4 separate regions of the Gossypium hirsutum genome follow, and regions 1, 2 and 3 are each linked to region 4. Evidence: chromatin contacts called from public Hi-C data. All regions are on one chromosome and are shown on one strand. The core of a region is the stretch at or near the end of the contact, and the rest is flanking DNA. Distances in the headings are between cores, read along the strand shown.

Region 1 (3,352 bases), core at 44-2,543, 180 kb before region 4:
TTATGAAAAGAACATGACTCTTTAATTGTAAAAAAATTAAATTTATTAAAAATATAATAAAAAAAACCAAAATTTCAAAGAACATGCTATTTACTCCTTAAATGATAATATGAAGTGTTTATGAGCTATGTAATCTAACCAACTCGATCAGCCCAACTCATTTTCAGATGGTCTTGGGCTTATATTTTTAACCTTAGGCTGGCATGGTCGGTTTTATTGTCTAAAATAATAAAAATATAAAAATTATAGCAATATTAATTTTATATAATTAAATTTAAATATAAAATAATTTGTTATTATTTTAAAATAGAAAAATGTCCATTTGGATGAAATGAACTCGAAGCTTTTTTTTTTTGAAATCAGGCCTTGGTCTAATATTGCTCATGAGTACTTCTAATAGTAATAAGGCCCATATTAAATCATATTTGAGCAATTATTTTTAATTTAATTCAAATAGTTTATATATAATTATTTTAATTATATTTAATTATAAAGTATATGAAATATTAGTGTAAAATAAATTTTAAATATGATGCAAACTCTAAATCGATTCAAATTTAATTTAAACATATTGTGTAATTTTGTTGATCAAAATACAATAAATAAAAATTTTAAAAAATAATTTATTACTTTTGTATTTTTTCAAAATCGGATCCATTTTTATATAAAATTCTTTTAATATAGTGTATTTTGAAAAAAATGATTATATTAAATTTAATTTAGACCAATTCAAAGTTAATATGATTTAAAATAAGAAAAGGTTGTTCAAACTACCTTATCACTATTTATGGAGTAAATAACAAATTTTTAAAATTTTTAAATTTTTATATTATTGAAATTTTTTTATATTTTATAGGAAATAAGGAATAAATTTTAATTTGTAAAACATTTTTTGTAGTTATTTATGTACTTTAAAGAATAATGACTAATTTGATAAAAGAAACTGTAAATAATGAGGATTAAAAAGTTGTTTTACTTTTCTTTAAAATTAAAATATAGGGATTGTATAAGTTGGTGTACAAGACAAAATAGTTAACGTTAAACAGCAAAGTTGTGTTGGGTGCCAGCTTTTAATCTTGGAAGTTGATGTCTGAATGTTGCCCCAATCAAATAAAATGTTTAAAAAATAAAATAAATTTAATAAACAAATAATATATACATAAATAAATATTTTAATCCACTTAATTGATTTTTCATTCAATTAAATAAATTCAACCGTAAGTGAGGATAGAAAGATCCACTTTTGAGCGGACAAAATGGTGACTAAAGATCCACTTTCGAGGCACATGGGTTTGGCCCTTCCATTCCGTGTCTTTTTTGTCCACACTTCATTTTAAACCCCAAACATTCGACTTCTCTAACACGTCAACTTGTCTTTTCTACTTCCTCACTCCATTCAAATTTTATCATTGATGTTCAAATATATATTTTTTTAAATTTATTAAATTAGATAAAAGATATGTTTTATATATTAGGTTTCTTTCACGGGAAAAATTAGGTTTATATCTCGAATTTCTTTAATTAGATTTTTGGGTTTTTATTTTATTTAAGAAAATATGTCGATTTTGGAGAGAGAAAAGAAAAGCGCGTTTAGTTAACCATACTTTTTGGCTAAGTGGTAGGAAAACTTGTCCAGCTAGCCGCGCTTTCCCCCAACAGTAAAAATCAATGACTTTTTGAACGTTGTTGCACCAATGGTAAAAACAATTAAAACTCCCAACAATAAATTTTTTACCCTATAAATACCCTCAATTTTTTTATTCACATCCTTCTCTCAAACTCCCTCGTTTTAAATTTTTCGATATTTTCATTTAAAAATATATTTTTTAATTATCTCGTTTCAAATTGACTTCTTACGAATGACCACCTCTCTAGTCCGCTTTGACGACAAGCATATTTCCACAGCCCAAACAACAACAATAAGACGAAACTTTAAATTTCATTATTTTAAATTATGTTAAATTTACTTTTTTTTATTTGATTTTTTTATTGTGTAAAAAAGGCGAATGATCGTGTTTTAGAGAGCTTCATTCATAATATGGGAAAACTTACGATCCCTAAAATTTGTGGCCACTGGCAGCAAGCTAGATTCTTGCATGCATCTCACATGACCAGGGGTTGTAAACTCTATCTTACACTAGTTTGATACATGATTTTTTTTCAATTTGATACTTAAGGGTTTCTTGGTCCCAATTTGGTATATAAGTTTGACTTCAATGTTTAATTTGGTATCTGAGTTTTTTTCTTTGTCCCAATTAAAGTACTAATTTTTTTTCCTAGAGCACAATATTTATTGGGTCATATGATGTCATTTGATTTAACTATCAAATTAAAGCTTGTAGCCAAACTCAGGTACCAAATGGTACATTAACCCTATACGAAATATATAAACTCAAATTCATTAATATTATAATATATTGAATATATAAATTTGATTTACTCAAATGTAACGCATACTTATTTTCACATGTTATTGTTATTATTATTATGGTTAAATATAAAATTGATACCCGAACTTATCCACTTATCCTAGATTGGTACTTATGGATTTTTCTATCCTAGATCGATATCCAAACTTTTTTTCCATCAATTATATTGATACTCGAGCCTAATGCCGTTACTTTTTTGTTGACGTGGCAACGCTAGCCTAATAACTCAAAATTATATAGACATTTATAGCACCTTCTGACTTATAATTCATGAAAATTATGAGTATTTTAACAACAAATTTTGTAGTTAAAGTAGGACAAAATTAAAGATAAATTTGTGATCTTACTTATTTATATGCTAATTTGACATATTTTTGCCAATTTGACGCAGTTTGTTGCAATAAAAGAAAAGTTAGCCTTGAAGCTCACCTATTCGATGTTCGATGTTGTAGCATTTCTTACAGCAAAGGCTATGCATACGTGGGTTGATGGCTAATCAGCATGAGACGTCCTAAAATTATTTATTGGACTTCTAAATTCAATTTGACCTAGCTCGTAATTGGATCACTGAAGTGGACAAGCCTCCTGCTTAATTTAAAGCCCAACCCGTCCACTAAGGAAGGAAAAGAGCCCAATTTGGCTATGGAAGCCCAACCATCCATAAAATATTTAAATTAGGCACCCAAGACTTGTTAAGAAATCACAAATCAGCCACAACAACTTCCCCATGTAATCGTTCAACTCTTTCCTATGAATCAAGCTTTGACTAGCTAAATTTAGCAAAGTCATCCACCTTCCTTCTTCAATTCAAGAGGCTAACCATGTATGGAAAAAAAAGGGGTATTGACATTCTATTTTTAGTAAACTCAAAGGGCTCCTCATAAGTATAAATACCCCTAGCCATTCACCCATTTCATTCATCC
Region 2 (2,998 bases), core at 204-2,703, 130 kb before region 4:
AAGTGAGTTTTTCCTTAAAAACTATGCCCACATTAACTTTTTTTAGCATCAAAAGGATTATTTCTGAAGAAATCAAATCAATGCCTACGTTTTAACCAAACTTGCTAATGGCGAAAATCTGTAAATTTGAACATAATGGAGGGACTAAGCCATAATTTCACCAAATTAATTAATTGCAATTATTGATTTGTTTCTTTAGGCCTTTCCCAAAACCGGATGGTTTATATATAATTAAAATAAAAGAGTCAGAGAGCAATATTAAAGACACTGCACTGTGACGATTTATTTATCCTACTATCGACACCTGTCCAGCTTACGCGTAAGATGGAGTTGACCAAATGAGAGCCGGTGACCGGAGCCATTGAAGCTCCTAATCATTAAAAAAAAATGAAACTGTACCTTGTTGGCGTTGGGAACCAGTTCTTGAAGAGCTTTCATTCTCTCTGCAATTCTAACTCTACGTAGCTGCAAAACAAATCATTTTAAATCCATTTGATTTCTTGAAAAAAACTGATTTAAGAAATGTTTCTCTTACTCTTTCCGCGATACTGTGCGGGTCAGTAGCCTGACCCCTCCTTGCCCTAACTCTTTGTTTAGGCTTTTCCGGCGCCGTCACCGCTTCTCCGGCCGTCGGACCACTTCCCTGACTTTGGGTCATCTCTGTTGCTGAATTAGCCCCCACAAAGCTTTTCGCCTGCATAGTTCCATGCAAAGATCCGTCGCCAAAAACATTATACAAAGCTTGCATGGAACCCTCTCCACCCTGCAACATATTATATATAAAATCATTCATATTAATATACATGCCAATATTTATATTACCCTAAGTGAAAGCTAATGTGAACCTGATGATTGGTGGTGATTCCGCCTCCGGCGGCGGCGGAGGCAACCGTGGGTCTTCCCGCTAACATCATCTGCTGTTGCTGTTGTTGTTGTTGCATCATCAACATCATCTTCATAGCGGCAAAAGGGTTACCAGCAGCTCCGCCGTTGATTTGATGCTGTCGAAGCTTGGAAGCTAGAACCATGTCATCGTAGTTGAATCCGGCGTTATTGTTATCCTCGGGGTTGGGAGGACCCGTTTCGTCGGACCACGGGAAGGACGTGGTGGAGGAGAGTATTTGTTCTAAGAAGCTGTCGTCATGGTGGGTTGTTGAAGTGGGTGTGGGATACTGGAACTGCGATGATGATGGGACGTGGATCTGTTGATGGTGGTGTCTGTTACCGTTGATCTGAAGGTCTTGGAGAGGGATTTGTTGGGTCGGGTTTAAGAGAGAGTTCATTGCTTGCATTTCACGACTACAAGGCTGCATAATTAGGGGTTTTTTTTTGCTTTGATGATGAATGAGATTGAAGATGAAGGGACGAGTTTCTCTTTTTTTCTTTTTGCTTTGGGGTTTGGATTTACTAAATATAGAGAGGAGCTCTGTATGCATAGCTTTTGTAGTTTTGTTTTGGTATTGTTTTGGAGTTGGGATAAAGCAATATTTAGTACATGAATTTGTCAATTTTTCCAGATTGGTCCCTAAATTTTTTTAATCCACAATAAACTTTGGAGTTTGAAAAATTTTTCACTTTTCTAAATTTGGATTATGTTAAGGAATAATGATATTACACTTTGAGATTATATCTTTGTATTTTAAAATTTATACAATTTTTTTGAAAGAATTTAAGTGATGATGTGTCACATCACCATATCTTAATAGAATACAAAATTAAGAATAAAATTTACCAAAATTTAAAACTAATGTGTAAAAGAATATAAGGACCAAATTGAAAATGCCTTCAAATTTAGGGATTAAAGATTGTTGAGTTTTGAAATTTCAATGCTTTCCCTTCTTCATATCTACTTATGTGATGTTGAAAGCCAAAACTCCTTTTTCCAACAACCCACTAGAAGCGCGTGAGCCAAAGCTCATTTAAATGAACATGAAAGCATTTGTAAAGTCAAAATATGTGGCGGATTTTGTAATTGAATGAAGTTCCATATTTAAGATATATGAGTAATTTTAGTTATTTTATTAAAATTATGAGAAAATTATATTAATATGTTTGATTCATAATTACTTTATTAGAAATGTATTTTTAATTTTTGAGATTATCTCGTTAAGTCAAATAAAATATAAGTAGATTTTATTTTATTTTTTGATAATTGGGGAAGAGGAATAAAATTATTTAGGACCGAATCTAAGCTCTTATGCTTACATTATATTATTTTTGCCACTAATGTTGTTTTAAATAAACACGTATTTTAATATATTTATTTCAAAAATTATTATATGGTTAAATTTTAAATAAGTTTAATATGTATTAAGCTGCAATATAATTTAAAATTTAATCTAATACTTCCTAAAAGAATTAATAAAAATATATATTTTTTGAAACCCCTTAATAAATATATCTTATAGTAAACAAATTCTGAAAAAAAAATAGCATGTTAAAGATTATACCAATTTTTTTTAAAAATTTAAAAGATTTAATTTTAAATTAAATCTCAAATCTTATTAGCAACATATTTTGAATTATTTCCAATCATATTACAAAACTTAAATGATGATTTTAGTTCCTCCACTATGTTAAAAAAATATGCTTTACTGTTTATATTTTAATTTAATATAGTTTGATGCTTATTATTAGTTAATATAAATATATTAACGCTGTTAATTAATTATTTTTATTAAAGTGTTAACGTGGAAATTAAAAAAAATGAATCTATTATAATTATGGGGAGAGATACACTAATATAGTATATATTATTCAACTGTTATATTTCATAATCTATTCATGTAGACCATTAATGTCAAGTTTGATGTAAATTTAAAATTTCTACCTATTTTTACATAAAAAAATTTAATAATTGAATATATATTAATATATAAAGTATTTTAAATCGATATGATAAATATATTAAACCAATACAAAAAGTGTAAACTACCAAAATAATCACTTTTTTTGTACCTCAGCTTAGATTTTAGTCACTTGTGTTTAACATGTTATG
Region 3 (3,028 bases), core at 337-2,836, 220 kb before region 4:
AAGACAATTAGACCCCAAGAGATCCAAAGCATGGTGTATCTTAGCAAGCTTGTACATTAACTGCCTCTTCCATTGACTTATATGACCATAAACACATTTGTTCTACATTTTAAGCTTATCCGTAAACGTAGCAATTGTACTTGTTATATTGCCATTGAAGCTCCAATTATTCATAACAAATCCAGAGAAATTTTGGTGATGCAGCCAGCCAGCTAAAAATTAGAAGGGACGATTAGGAGCACAACTAACATCATAACAAAAATTCAAGAGCAGTGGACGATGATCAGATTTAATTCTGGGAAAATGGGTAATCAAACAGTTGCGGAAGGCTTCCATCCAAGCGTCATTTCCCACAACCCTATCAAGTCTTTCAGAAAGATTACCACGATGCCACGTGAACGGGGGACCCTGAAAACCCAGGTCGTGCAAATGAGCTTTGTCCATAACTTTGCCAAAAGACTAGCATCTGCGACCTTTGTCATAACCATCTTTTTTATCTTCTGATGATAGGATAGCGTTAAATTCTCCAATGGCCATCCAAGGAACATACTCACGTGGGACTGAGCGACTTAAATCTTTCCACAAAATTTTCCTTTTCTGTTTATCAAGGCTCCCATCAACAAAAGTAATAAATATCATATGAAAATACAATTTATAACAAATACAAGCCAGGATGAATTGAAGATAGTTACCAACCACCTTCAAATTGTGTTAGTTTTAACCCCGCTGATTCTTGGCTTAAGAAGGCTAATAATATTACGCTTGTACTGATTATTATACTTACAAAAAACTTGTAAAAATTTATTAGACGCACACCCCTACACATTCCAAGATAAAATAGACAAATTCATATTAAAAAGAAAGAAAATAGTTTCTCTTAATGGTGGCCAGTAGAAGAAAACTCCTCTCTCTCTCCTTTTCTCTGCGATAAATCTTTAGCAGAATTTTCATCAATCTCAGATGCAATAAGCTCTGCTGCCCTCTTCATAGAATCAACAAAATAAACCCGGGTATTTTCAGAGTTCTTGAAACGATTACTCAATCCCTTTAAGGTTTTATTGAGTTTCCACCCTTCTTTAGAGCTAGTTACTTTAGCATTTGTATTTTGTCCCTTCAAGACCACTCTAGGAAATTTAATTTCAGTCGGACAAATACTACCCCCTATCTCCTCTCTAACAGGCTCCAGAATGCTTCTCTTTTTTAAAACCACTGCCGAATTGTTTTTGGCCTCCAACACTCCTTCCTTTACCTCCACATTAACAAACGAACTCTCCTCAAATATAGGATTAAAGTGCACTACATGTTCTGCTTGTTTTTGGATTGAAATAGGAGTGTACATCTTCACGTGGTCTGCAACAAAACCATTCTGTGAATTTAAAACTAAAAGACAAAAGGAGTCAGAAATACTTCAATTTAGGGACTGATTATTTTCTCCAACACTGGGTAGTGAAACGTGCATGACACTAGAAAGCTTTGAAAGATCTGTTCTAGCCTCCTTCGAAACTTGGGTCTCTTACTACTGTCCAAAATCAAAACTGCTAGAGGCCTGCTGAATATCCAAAGGAGCCTGCTGATTAGCAGCTGAAGGAACCTGTGGGACCAAGCCCAACTTGAGCCCAACCTTATTATGATCCTTTAAGAGAGTATTGGTTTTAGGGTCACAGGCCTGACCATTAAGAAGCTTTCCCACCGACAGGCCCAAATTCACTTTTTTAGAACCATTAAAAATAAATTTTTTACCTGTTGAAGATTTCTCTTGGGTATCACTTAATGTAGCTTTCCCTTTTTTCTTCAAATCTCTCTAATTTTCCTTAATTAAATCCTCCTCCGTTGAACTCGCCTCCAGACCTATTAACAATTGAAATCATGATCCCATAATTTTCTCCCCTTTAGAATTATTACCTTTTTTGATCTCATCCAAGGTGCCGCGTCTGCTCCTCCGCTCCACCAGCATCCAGGGGCCATAATCCCCATCTCCGACCACCACAGAAGTTGAAAAGTTTTGTTCCAAAGTCTCTCCCTTCTCTTTCATCTCTGAAGAATGTGTGACAGACGGACAGTTCTCCTTGATGTGTCCATAACAGCCACACTTAAAGCATACCACAGGTAGGTTCTCATACTCAATTCTTTGAGGGCTACATTGATGAGAATTTTAGAAACTAAAGGTCTCCCTAAATTGACATAAATTGCCATGCGAGCATAACGACCCCGTGCTTTGCTATCCGTGTTGAAATCTAATTTAGTAACTTTGCCTACCATTCCCCCAATCTCTATTAGAATCTGTTTTTGATATAAATGGCTAGGAAGACCAGGAAACTGAATCCATGTGAGAACCATATTAGGGTAAGGTAGACTAGGATTAAAATCGATCTTCCATGGTTGAACGGTTAGGTAATGACCGAAAATAACCCACGAGCCCTAGGAGAGGATCTTATCATAGTCATCAGTGCTTTGAAATTTAGCGAGAAAATAACCATTCTCTATATCCATTAATTGAAAAAGCTTAGATGGTTTCCAAGTCCCATATAATCTATCATGCAGAGTCGTGATTCCAAGGTTCCGACCAAGCATCTTGAGAACTACAGAGGTTGACATTTCCTTTTCCAAGAGCTGATATACTCTCTCCGAGAAATCTATTGAAGGAACACCATCGACAACCAATTTCTTTACATCCTGCTCAGTGAGGGAAAAATTATCAACAAGGAAGTGGCCATTATTTGTATTATTTTGCACAGGAGTATCCTTCCCCGCTAGCATATCTTTTCAAGAAAAAAAAGGCGTTGGTGATGACTCCACGACCATTACATCTTCAAGAATCACATCCGAGTCCTTGAAACAGACCTTCTTTGTGTTGGAATCCTCCACAACCATCACATCTTTAAGATTCACGTTCGATTCCTTGAAACAGACCTTCTTTGTGATGGAATCCTCAGTAAGAGAATCACTTTCTCCATTATTGTCCACATTAGAAACCGAAGAAGACGAGAGCATTTTCAGAATTGCCCTCAATGGAATTTAACTCCCTAGT
Region 4 (3,299 bases), core at 501-3,000:
GACGGCCTCATGTTGTTCACCATAATCCTGCAGAAGAAAGAACCATAGATCCCAACAATAATGAGTCAAGAACATGTACTCAAGTTTTCTAAATATTGCTCGACAATAGAAATGATTTAAAATGGAAAATAAGGTTAGAAGAAAGAATGAATTTGATTAGACAAATATTTCTTTAAGCAAAACTAGATTGTACTCCCAGGTACATGCTCATACCTTCACAACTACGCAGGAACAACCAACTACCTTTCGTGCTTTACCCTCAGAGTCTATCTTACACAACTGCATGTACAGATGAACACAATCAGCATTTACCAATTTTCAAGGGTGCAAGGCACACTTTAGGAGCTACAACCCTTATACTACCTCGGGCACAAGGTGCCAAAAAGAGTGCTAGTGTGACTGAAGTGCATTACATATGCATGTGTGTTTTGTATATAAATATATACAAAACAGCAACTTTTTTTATTGCTCAATATGCATGATTTTCTTATGGTCCATGCCTATTGTCGAATATTCAAATATTGAGAAGGAGAAAATTTAGTACTGACCCTTTCTTACTAGTAAAGATAATCTATTGAAAATTTGAAAAATAAAGGAAATTTAAATGGACTTCAATCAGACAAGCTTATATTTTATGCCTATTGCCTTGCAAAAAAGCACACCTAGGCACATCGGGCAGGTGCCTAATCAAATGGCACTTGCCACAAAGGACCTAAGAAGCTGTTGTTGTCTAGTGCTAAGGCACAAGATGCAATCGTGCCATGACAATACCGGCATTTACAGAAATAGTAGTCCCTTTCAATTTGGCTTTCTAACTTAATGTCTCCAAAAACTAATAACTACTCAACATATAATGAACAAGCAGTATCAGTTCAGCACCCTCAGCATGTTCTGATCACAAGGAAATAATTCAAACATAAACAAGCAACAAAATGCCACTTACACCAGCCCACTCGCCAAGTGATTTTGCGCTCGGGGCACGTAGCACTTTAACATTATGATCAGCACAAAGTGCCTTGACCAGCTTAACATAATCCGGCTGGTCACAGTCATCAGCTATAACGCAAAGATGTGCATTGTGCTTTTCAATTGCCTTAGCAGCTTCATGTAATCCCCGTGCGAGCCCACCGTGAGCTCGTGACTTCCTAACCACAAGGGGCAAGGCTGTGTTGATGTCCATTGGCTCACCGAGTGCAGGCGCCGCCTCGGGTTGGGCAACCGCAACTTCTTCCCTGCAAGAGCAAACAGCACGAACACAACATAAATACATTAAAATAAAAATAAAAAGTTATCCCTAATCATGATAAAACTTCCGAATAATAATAATATCTGAAATAAAATAAACAATTCAAACAAACCCAAAGGGTATATAATGAGAATGCAAAGCAATTCGAATTTCATATGGAGAAATCAGAACAAACCCAACAAAAAGATTTAAATTTATGTGATAGTGTACTGAAAACGGCCTTGAAACCTTAAAAAAGGGATAAATTGTTGCTTACCCTGACATATTTTTGAGCTGAAGTTGGAACCGGAGGTATTGTTTCCTGGTAAAAGAAGAAGAAAAAGAAAGCGTTAATGGAACCGGATCTTTTGGCTAATCTAAAAACAGCGAAAGCTAAAGAACAGAAATATGAAGAGCGGCGAACCCACGAGAGAGATTTGCAGCAGCTGGGTGGCGAAGGAATGGCGAAGGGTTTTAGCAATAATAGAGAAGGGATTCTTATAAACGAAGCCCTATTTCTTTCAATCTTTTAATTGGGTCCTTTGGGCTCCTCTCTTTTAATTGGGCTTTGTAATGCGCTAAATTCTATTGGGTTTTTTCTTAGGTGAAATTCTGTTATTAGTCCTTATATTATGTGTAAGATATGGATTTAATTATTATACTTTTTAAATTAGTTAAATTTAGTTACTATATTTTTGAATTTTAAAATTTTAATCACAATCCAAATAGTAGCAATTATATCTTTTTGGTTAATTTTTGCTATTAATCATGTATCTGTAAGTAGTTGATTTAGTATTTGTACTTTTAAATTGTTAATTTTAGTCTTTGTATTTTTTGAATTTTAAAATTCCAATCTTGATTTAGATACTAACATTTAAATTCCTTTGGTTAAATTCTTCTATTAATGCATAAAGTTTGTAGGTTTAGCCCATTTTCTCCAATATTGTTCATTTTTAGTCCTCATACATTTTAAATTTTGAATTCTCAATCTTAACATAAAACGGTAATCATTAACTCTATCAATTAATTTTTTTATGAGTAATATGTAGAAATAACAAGTTTAAATGACATGACACATGTAATAATATTTTTTGAGGCAAGTATACTTGAAGTGGCTCGTGCGATGTTAATGGAAGTGGTCATTGAGCTAACACTGCGACAGACTTTATAACTTTCAATGTTTGAAGTTGGCAATTTTTGAAACAAAAATTTTGAATGTGAATCATGCTAATATTGTAGAAATATGATAGTCCTTCTATGAAGATATATCCATTTGAAGCAACATATCTTAAGGATTGGATCAGATGAAGCAATTAAATTCCTTGAATTATGGAGGTCATATCAAGACTGCATTAAAGACTTATCTCAATTAATCCTACTTATCTTGAACTTAATTATCATACCATATATATATATATATGTATGTTATTTTACCTGCAATTTTGTAATGGAATTGATTGAATTAGATCTAGTATGATAGTTAGTCTCAAACTCTTATATATTTGAAGTGACTTGTATAGGTTTTGTATTGAGAGTTAATAACACTTTATGTTCATTGAGGAACATATTCTAGTGAGTGCATTAAGAGAGTAAAACAATTTAGTTGCGTGGTTTTGCAGTCTAAGTTTTCACGTTTTTAGTGAAAGAAGTGATTGATTTATACTTTTAAGTACAAAAGAAACGTTGTTATACCAAGGTGTGATAGAACTTAAACCACTTATTGTATTTGGTTGCAAGATAGTGAATTTACTCATTGAGCTAGACTTCGCAAACATAGGAAAATCGATTTGCATAAACAATTTATTCTGTTTTTTGTTTTTGTTGTTCTTTTCGCAGTGTCACCTTTGGTAGGCACTGCATCCATCACTACCACTCAAACATTATGTCTTCTTAACAATTAATAACAATACTGCATCTATCACATTTGGTGGGCATTGCATCCATCACTTCAACACTATATTTGTCGTATAAGACCTTGGAAATAACAAGAGTCAACATAATGATTTGATAACTTAATTTTGATTAGAATTAAAATTTCAAAAGTATAAAGATTAAAAAGAAATAAATTAAATTT

Evidence for each region. Hi-C and Micro-C count contacts between places; a contact is called where the count stands out from the background.
Region 1: a Hi-C map of leaf shows a contact between it and region 4, with 3 times the contacts expected there. The contact joins the enhancer-like site here to the promoter of LOC107901582 in region 4. A contact is called at or near these places in 2 of 34 Hi-C or Micro-C datasets (callus and leaf).
Region 2: a Hi-C map of hypocotyl shows a contact between it and region 4, with 4 times the contacts expected there. The contact joins the promoter of LOC107901583 here to the promoter of LOC107901582 in region 4. A contact is called at or near these places in 15 of 34 Hi-C or Micro-C datasets (anther, callus, fibers and 4 more).
Region 3: a contact with region 4 is called in a Hi-C map of leaf, with 3 times the contacts expected there. The contact joins the enhancer-like site here to the promoter of LOC107901582 in region 4. A contact is called at or near these places in 14 of 34 Hi-C or Micro-C datasets (anther, callus, hypocotyl and 2 more).

Annotation. Positions count from the first base shown.
Region 1 is chrD06:22,544,707-22,548,058 of Gossypium_hirsutum_v2.1, reverse strand. No RefSeq gene overlaps it. Among protein-coding and RNA genes, the nearest start is that of LOC121218999, 5.1 kb to the right of the region's middle. Within about 2 kb of position 1,293, at least 3 of the 9 cell types and tissues checked have an H3K27ac peak or open chromatin away from gene starts, as enhancers often do. A contact at or near this core is called in leaf, where this site is marked.
Region 2 is chrD06:22,502,008-22,505,005 of Gossypium_hirsutum_v2.1, reverse strand. It overlaps LOC107901583 (bHLH transcription factor RHL1), which reads right to left and starts at 1,453. Exons shown (of 6, transcript XM_016827638.2): 1 at 846-1,453; 2 at 536-763; 3 at 400-465. The coding sequence starts at 1,436.
Region 3 is chrD06:22,584,054-22,587,081 of Gossypium_hirsutum_v2.1, reverse strand. No RefSeq gene overlaps it. Among protein-coding and RNA genes, the nearest start is that of LOC107901584, 31 kb to the right of the region's middle. Within about 2 kb of position 1,586, at least 9 of the 9 cell types and tissues checked have an H3K27ac peak or open chromatin away from gene starts, as enhancers often do. A contact at or near this core is called in hypocotyl and leaf, where this site is marked.
Region 4 is chrD06:22,367,866-22,371,164 of Gossypium_hirsutum_v2.1, reverse strand. It overlaps LOC107901582 (40S ribosomal protein S12), which reads right to left and starts at 1,750. Exons shown (of 6, transcript XM_016827636.2): 1 at 1,654-1,750; 2 at 1,503-1,547; 3 at 944-1,232; 4 at 214-279; 5 at 1-27. The coding sequence starts at 1,510.